Regions from separate parts of the Salmo salar genome. Here region 1 is linked to region 2. Evidence: chromatin contacts called from public Hi-C data. All regions are on one chromosome and are shown on one strand. The core of a region is the stretch at or near the end of the contact, and the rest is flanking DNA. Distances in the headings are between cores, read along the strand shown.

Region 1 (4,097 bases), core at 1,591-4,090, 54 kb after region 2:
GACTGTTCTTCTTTAAACTGTAATCCTACTCTTAAAAGGATAATCCATGTGGAATAGACTTGAATAGTATTTCAATGGTGTTTTCAAAAAGTACAAATTCTGTGTTTTAAAGGGTGTGATACTGTAACTACACAATACAAGTTTGACTGATATGCACATCAATGTAAACAGAACCGCATATTTAGTAGGGTTGGGCGGTATCCAGATTTCCATACCTTCATATTGTTCCTGTACCATACCAGGGTATGTGGTATTACCAGCAGTGCACACAGGAGGAGCTCATTTCTTTTTTATGCTATCAAGTACTTGCGAATTCCTATAGCAGACGCTAGGTAAATGCTAACAAACGCAAGCAAACATGAACTAAATACAAGGGCAGATAACCCAGCTCATAAAGTTATACAACTATCTCAAAAGACTACCCACACTTAATACAGGAGGGGATTGATTGTCTCTGCTGTAACCAAGAAGCATGATCTTGCAAGCTAGCCCCCTATTGCTAGCAAGTTAGCAAAACAAATCCATAGCTGGAGCCCTGAGCTGGAGAAAATCTATTTGGCACTTAGATAGTCAACTTGTAGTTATAAGATATTTAGCTGGCAAACATTAGTAGTGAATTTCAAGTGTAACTTGAGCAGCAGAAGAGAGGTGATCAACAGTGGATCTTCAGGAAACATCCTTTCACTCCATGTGCTCTTTGTAAACAAACATACCATGTGACTGGCTCAATTTAATTATTGTGAATTAAAAAAAAAGAAAAATCATAGTCAGTATTTCAAAATACCCCGATATACGGTCCAAGCCAAATATTTAGCGATAGTCTGTTTAATTATTATTATTTTAATTAGCAAAATCCATCAGTTGAGCAAACTGGCATCTGTAAAAAAAAATAATGTTCTCAGTAAATAAAAATATTCACCTGGATCCACTTCAGGGATCACATGCCCTCTTGTTCCACTGCATGAACTCAGGCATACAAAAAGACAGGCAAAATACCCAAGAGCATAATAAATTACAGGCTGTAATTTACAGCCTACAATAGTACACTTGTAAACACTCAGACTGCCTGGTGTCCTCAACCACTCTCAATACTGTATATTCAGAGATATCGCTGCTCATTATAATGAAACATTAACATGCATCTGTCGAGCACACACTCTTTGCAACTCTAGGAGAAAATACTTGAAAACGTGTAGATAACATTTGCTAAATCTGTACAGCATACCCTGTTCCCTGAGTGTACTAAAGCTCTAGGCTGAAGAGCTTTTAGGGCCTATCTCCTGCAATACACTCAAAGGCTAAGTGGATATTTTAGAGGTCTCCTTATCAAACGACTAAAAATACACACCCATTCTTGAAGAATTTTATATGAGGCAATAACCTGCAATGAATTTCAAACCTACTCAGGGTTTGGAAGCAACATTTTTTTTTTATTTCATCATTTAATTCCTAAGGGCTATGCACCAACTTAATCATGCTTCTTTCGAACTTACTACCTTCAAGACCAAAAGTAAAGGCATGATGCTACAATTTAATCATTATTATATTTTACATTTTCTTAAGTAATACATTATAATTTAACATTTGTATATACATGTTTTATACATTTAGTCATGGTCAGTTAAGTGCTATAATAGGATACTATTGTTATTACTTTACTGAGGGTTAGGTGACTACACCCTATATAGCCTTCTGCTCTAATAATGACAAGTAGGCAAGCCCATATGGATTTCAATGTCGAGCCATGACTCGGTAAGTTCATACAAACAACAGCCAGATGGCAGTGGTATGGTATTGAAGTGACATTTTACGGTAGTCTGTGTGAAATAAAGCGCTAGAGTAGCCTGTTTGTAATCTTCATCATACATTTTATTTTTTTTAACTCATCGTTTTTGCTGAACATTTTTGAAATTATGTTTTGAATTGTGAATGTATAATGAAGGGTTACAGCCTTTAGTTGTATTTTCCCATAACTTTTCAATTCCCATTTAAAGATGTAATATGCAGAAATCGCGCCGCCATTTACTGGTTGCTAAAATTCGAATTGTTCGCCTAAACTTAGTTTATGTGCCAAAACAAGCAGTCATTGTGTGGACAATCCTTGTACCATCTAAACCGCTGGGATATACAATATTTTGGGTTATGTAAAATTTATTTTCAGCTGTTTGACTCTGGTGTACAAAACCGAAAGTAAAAGACGCAAAAACTAAAACTTTGAGGCTAAAGGGGGGGAAGGAAACAATAGTATACTGGGCGGTGGAAGGGATGCAGGAATGCCCACATGCAGGAATGCCCGAATTGCGGGATGCAGTTGCACACTATAGATTCTTAGACTTGTTTTCAATTACAATGACAGATCTATAACTCCATTTCTATGTTCATTTGGTCCGGTTGCCAAAAAAAAAGTGACATTGCAGCTTTTATTAAGGCTACATTATTTCACCTCAGCCTCTTATGACATAGACAAGACAGGTAGGCTGCACGTGTTTCACCTTTCCTGGCACAATGCACAGGAACACACAACGTTTGTCAGGAAATAAGACAGTCAACATAATCGAAGGAAATCTAAAAAAAAAACACAACGGGTAGGTCGAGGACACCATGTAACCATCGACATGAACCTAATTACACAGTAGGCTAGCTATACACTTTATCGGTCTAACTCAAACAATTAGCCTATGCCAGCGCTCCCTAGAACATGGTTTATTGTAACATAATACCTGCTGCTCGCTGAAATGGCACCGTTACTGCATATCGCTTCCTCTCTCGTCTTCATCGCTGTCCTTGAGGTGTTTGCTCATCTAGTCCACGCGCTCTCCCTAGACAGGTGTTTATATTTACTTATGCGTTACGTCATGCACAACCCTGACGTTTTACCTGAAAGAGGTCTGGCACTGAGATCCGGCCTGAAACATCTTTCAATCTTGTAGAGAGAAGTATCAGGTTACACTTGCTTACTTTTTATGGGATGTTGTTTCGTCCCGTTTCATTGTAGTTGAAGCATGCTTAAATTTCCGTTAATGGACCTTTTGGACTTTTAATAACATAAAATTGTCTAGTGTATATGATTGTTGCAATTAGTTTCGAACTCATTCGGGAAAAAAAATTGTCAGAGAGATACACTCTTTGATTGTCAATACTTTAATATACTGTGAATGTAACTTGAATTCATAACAGCATTATATGTTTAGAGAAATACTTTACATACCAGTGTATGTCCGGGCACAGCTTTATCAAAACCAAATGAGTAACATAAAATAAAAAATGGACTGAGGAATTTATAAGTACCACTTTCAGGTCAGTCCAATTATTGACCTCTTCAAAATGGTAGACAGTACTAAATAGGCTACTGTATTTTCTCAATGAAAATTACAACTCAATATTAAAACTAATAATATACATATTCGTTGGCAAAATAAGACAGCCGAAAAGTCCAATATGAATCAAATTTCAAACACAAATTGGGAATAATGCATACAATTATTTCATAACATCAAAATGATATGTGGAGGACATACAGTAATTTATCTCATAACAAAACAGAAAAGTAGTCTTCTACAGTGTGTAGCTTGTTAAGACTAGCAACCAAGGTCTTAAAACTATCAAACAAAGTTTTATTCCTCTTTCCTGGGCTCGGGCACTGACAGACTCGAAGGCAGGACATCGGGCTCCTGAAAAAAAAAAGAAGAGGGATCTTGAAACTTAACGCAATTATACATGCATTCATGTAGTCTGAGAAGGATAAAGGCTTGGAGCTCCAGGGAGGGGGACAGCCAGTGACATGACTGTTCAGATGGCAGGCCAGAGTGACGCTGAGCAACGCCTCAGTACGTGTGGAAAGGAGCTGAGAAGCAAACGATCAACAGAGACATCTACAGTAAGGACTAGACTGTCGCATAACATGGTGTTAAGTGGGGAGTGAGTGTCATATTACAGTAGGCAGTCTATGACACTGTCGCAGTCCCTCCCCACTTAACACCATGTTATGTGACAGTCTAGTGCTTACTGTAGATGTCTCTGTTGATCCGTTGATTCTCAGCTCCTCTCCACACGTACTGAGGCGCCGCCCAGGGTCACTCTGGCCTGCCATCTGAACA
Region 2 (4,053 bases), core at 1,446-3,945:
TAACACCCATATAATATTTTAGTGAAAAAAACGTAAGTCATTACAAAAGACTGATTTACCACGGTTTTCTCCAAGAGAATGGATTCTAGAAGGTGATAAGTGGTTTCAGTTTGCTTATGTCTGGAGGTGTTCTCAGTGTTGTCAAGGAGGGCATCCCTTGGGTAGGTGGTTGCTAGGTGGTTGCTTCTCCAGAGGGATAGTCGCTGTGATTTAAAGGTGCTTCTGTATGAATGGGGCCCTTGGAGACCCCTTCCCCCTCAGAGGGTGATCCTGGCACAGTGGTGTTTTAGTTTGCAGGGCAGCACGCCCCGGTTGAGCTGGTAGAACTCCACTAGCTGGATCAGATCAGCGAAACGCGTGTGACCGTCGTCTAGGCTGTAGAACAATTCCCCCTCTTCATCCACCTGACACACACACACACACACACACACACACACACTTGAACAAGATGTTGTCTAAAAGAGTAGAGAATATACCAAGACAAAAGGTTATACTCACCGGTAAGATCTGAAAGTGTTTGATTCTCTGTGTGTGACACAGTGACAGTACAAATGTATTGGGGTTGCTTTGGCTGTCCCTTAGAAGAAATACTCTGAAAACAAAGACAAGTCTCTCAGTTTCGTCAGGAACAACTTTTTACATTTTTTTTTTTTTTACACATTTCTGTCTGGGGAAAAAAGAAAGTAAATTACTCTACGATAAAATCCATATGTAAACTCTTTAGCTTGCGGCGTCAAAAAAACGCATAGAAAAGTGCCTGATGTTGCTCACCCATCAATCAGACCCTGTTGAGTGATTAAGCGGTGTGCCTCGTCTCTGGACAGTTTGCTGTGGAACCAGGGCTGGGCCATATGGAGAGCTGCAAAACACACAGGACAACCATGGTGATGTTCATTAGGCCCCAAACGGAAGGAAACATACAGAAACAGTGAGTGACTAGCTGAACTTGTCCAATAAGAAACGCTCGTTTCAGTTATCCGTTGCAAAATAATACATTTGGTGGGTGCTTATATTTGTCCCATTTCATACACGTACAAGTGTGTATTAATATGCATATGTGAAATGGAGATGTTTTTTGGGGGATATGCCAACTCTCCTTGAGACACCTTTGTAGAGTGGGGTCAGGGCCAGGCTCTGCCAATATCTACGGCAACCCTGGAGCAATCAGGGTTAAGCGCCTTGCTCAAGGGCACAGACAGACTTTTCACCTTGTCGACTCGGGGATACTAGCCACCTTTCGGATAGCAGCCAGAACGCTCTAACCGCTAGGCTACCTGCCGCCAAAATCGTACTGCTAAGGTGTGCACTAATGAATACGACCCATGTGTCAAAGGGAGGGAGAGGACAGGACACTGGTGGCTGAGTCATTAAGCACAGTGTATCTGGTCAGGACAGTCACGTGGCGGTGTCGATGGAAGTTGCTGCTTGGATGTTGAAAGTGGCCTTCTACTAACCCATGTTTGACATGGGACCCTGAGAGGTGGATGGGCTTCCATGGGAGCTCAGACGGTGGCAGCTTTTCCTCTAAAGGGAGAGAGAGAGGAGAGCAGTTCAAGTGTCACATGCTAGGACTATTTTCACATGGCTGCACCATCATTTCATACCTTACACGCGCTGAGTAGAGAGACATGACGTCAGAGAGAGAACCAATGGCCTACCCTCCACGAGAGACCCTCCTCCACGGCTACGGACAGCGCCTCCGATGGGTTCTCGATCACCCGGCTCTTGTGTCCTGAGAAGTCCATGGCCACCAAGGAGTTCTCGGAGATACTTCTCTGGAAATATACATCGTGTTTGAGGTAGTATACATTATTATGAGTATACAGTGTAACAGGGTTTAAACGTTTGAAAAAAATGATACAGATAGTGAGTGAAAAGTTATAGGAGAAGCACATTCATGCTTTCGTGTGTGGTATTGTGCTGCCATCTAGTGTCAGAAGTTCGACAGTATAATTTCTAAATGATTCCGAGCAGAATGTGCTCCAGTCACTGGGGATTAGAGGGGATGGGAATAGAATGACACATGGGCACATAGAATTGATTATGGTTCCTTAAGCTGTCATAGTCACTGGTTCTAAATAAATCACACACAAAAGAAAATACTTATCAGGATTAGTGAGAAGCCTTTAAAATTGCCATGGTTTGCCCCTCTATCAGCCCTAACCAGCCCTAACCTTAAGGGCAGTCGTCACAAAGTGACTACTGTTTACTCTAAGGATAGAAACATTCCAATCCTTCTAAGACTCTCCGCCCCGGTCCTGGGTCTATTCAGGCGATGCAAAGATCATTCTGGGGCTCCCAGGCATCATTGTGCAAACAAACTGATTGCTCCTTTCCTTGGATTGGTTTTATTGTGATTTGATCCTTTGTCCGTAGTTGAACGGCACGTCGTGCTCTAGGCTGTAACAGCTGTATGCCGGGGTAAAGGAGATTCAGCAGCAACATGACTGTACCCTAACTTAATATCCTCCGCAAGCCTGTTCCCAGAGGGTCAGTCCCTAATGGTACCCTATTCCCTATATAGTGCACTACTTTTCACCAGGGACCATGGGGTATCCCATAGGGCCCTGGTCAAAAGAAGTACACCATTTGAGATGCATCCTAGCCCCTCCCTGTGCAGCGCTGAGCTCAGGGTCCCAGCCCCATGCAGCGCTGAGCTCAGGGTCCCAGCCCCATGCAGCGCTGAGCTCAGGGTCCCAGCCCCATGCCTGGCCACTCTTTGCGTTCTTCTGACAGCAAAGCAGGGGTGATGAGTTAGTAAGTCTGAGAGCAGCTGATCTATGGTTATTTTTAGAGCAGACAGGCTGGAACATGTTCCAGCGCCCAAAATAGAACAGGTGTTTACTCATACAGAATACTCGTATTTGAGGGGGGAATATGCACATTTCAGAATATTCTGGAAAATCAATCCAGGATGAATACTAACTATGTGTCATGTGCTGTTAAACAGTGTATCAGCACATTGTATCTACACATCACTTACCATAGGTGTTTTCTGTTTCTGGTGTGGTTGAATGAAGTTTTGGTACAGCTGCATCCCATACTGCAACACAAAACATGAGCACGTTTCAAAAAGGCAAGCCTTTAGATGTGTAGACACTAGACAGAGTTTGGATGTGATGGGGGGGGGGGGGTCAGCATGGTGACTGTACCTTAAAGAGGCGCATGGCAGTGACCCAGCAGGTTCTGGTTTGCTCGTCATCTGCACACAACAGCTTAAGGTCCCGTGGAGAGCCACGCTTAGTAGACTGGAGGATCATCATGAAGAGAAAGCATGAGTTTACCAAACATAACTTGGAACTGACTTCCCTTTCTTAATTGCCCCTGATGGGATAAATAAAAAGGTTAGAATGACTTGAATAAGTTAACATGTTAAAACCTTTACAGAAAACACCAAATATAGGTTTATAGGACAGAGAAAGTAATAAGTACCTTGACACAGAAGCCATAGTCAGTAGGCGCTCCGTGTATCTTTCTCGCTGATAGTAACGTGTAGACGTCGCCGTCACTGAACTCGGCGATGAACTGGAGATGTCTTGGTTCCTGTGAACAGAAAACAAGACATGTCTCAAATCTCCACATGCCTTTCAGTGTCCCCTTTACGGAACACCCCCCCCCACCCCCACCCGACGATGCGCCATTGCAACGAGGGGTTGGTTCTTGCATTCCACTGTAGAGTAGACTCAAGTTCCATTACAAATCTAACTATGCGAGGGATCAGGGTAGAAATGTGAACAATGCAGGGCTGCCCAGTGTGAAGACAGATGCTAAGCAAATAAAGACTGCAATGTCATACTTCTTGGCCATTATGTACACACAGACGTACCTCTGTGTGAGCTTAGTGGGCCGGTCAACGTAAGGAAAAGATAGCAGTTAAGGCATGTGGTATAATGCCAGTCTGTAGTACGTTGGTCACTGTGACAATAGTAAAGAGGGAGTAGCTTGGAGTTTTTGTCTGCATCACAAATGGCACCCTACTCCCTTGACAGCAAACTACGTTTGACAAGAGCCCTATGAGTCCAAGAGCACTGGACAGGGAATAGGGCGCCATTT

What was found. Hi-C and Micro-C count contacts between places; a contact is called where the count stands out from the background.
Region 1: a contact with region 2 is called in a Hi-C map of muscle, with 7 times the contacts expected there. The contact joins the promoter of LOC106581801 here to the enhancer-like site in region 2. A contact is called at or near these places in 2 of 3 Hi-C or Micro-C datasets (gill and muscle).

What each region holds. Positions count from the first base shown.
Region 1 is chrssa21:15,450,840-15,454,936 of Ssal_v3.1, forward strand. LOC106581801 (growth factor receptor-bound protein 14) reads right to left here and starts at 2,841. Exons shown (of 14, transcript XM_014164123.2): 1 at 2,721-2,841. The coding sequence starts at 2,776. cobll1b (cordon-bleu WH2 repeat protein-like 1b) reads right to left here. Exons shown (of 14, transcript XM_014164118.2): 14 at 3,126-3,671. The coding sequence ends at 3,615.
Region 2 is chrssa21:15,396,801-15,400,853 of Ssal_v3.1, forward strand. LOC106581801 (growth factor receptor-bound protein 14) reads right to left here. Exons shown (of 14, transcript XM_014164123.2): 7 at 3,433-3,543; 8 at 3,153-3,248; 9 at 2,984-3,043; 10 at 1,659-1,775; 11 at 1,455-1,524; 12 at 772-859; 13 at 499-592; 14 at 1-404. The coding sequence ends at 258. Among protein-coding and RNA genes, the nearest start is that of LOC106581801, 55 kb to the right of the region's middle. Within about 2 kb of position 2,696, at least 1 of the 13 cell types and tissues checked has an H3K27ac peak or open chromatin away from gene starts, as enhancers often do. A contact at or near this core is called in muscle, where this site is marked.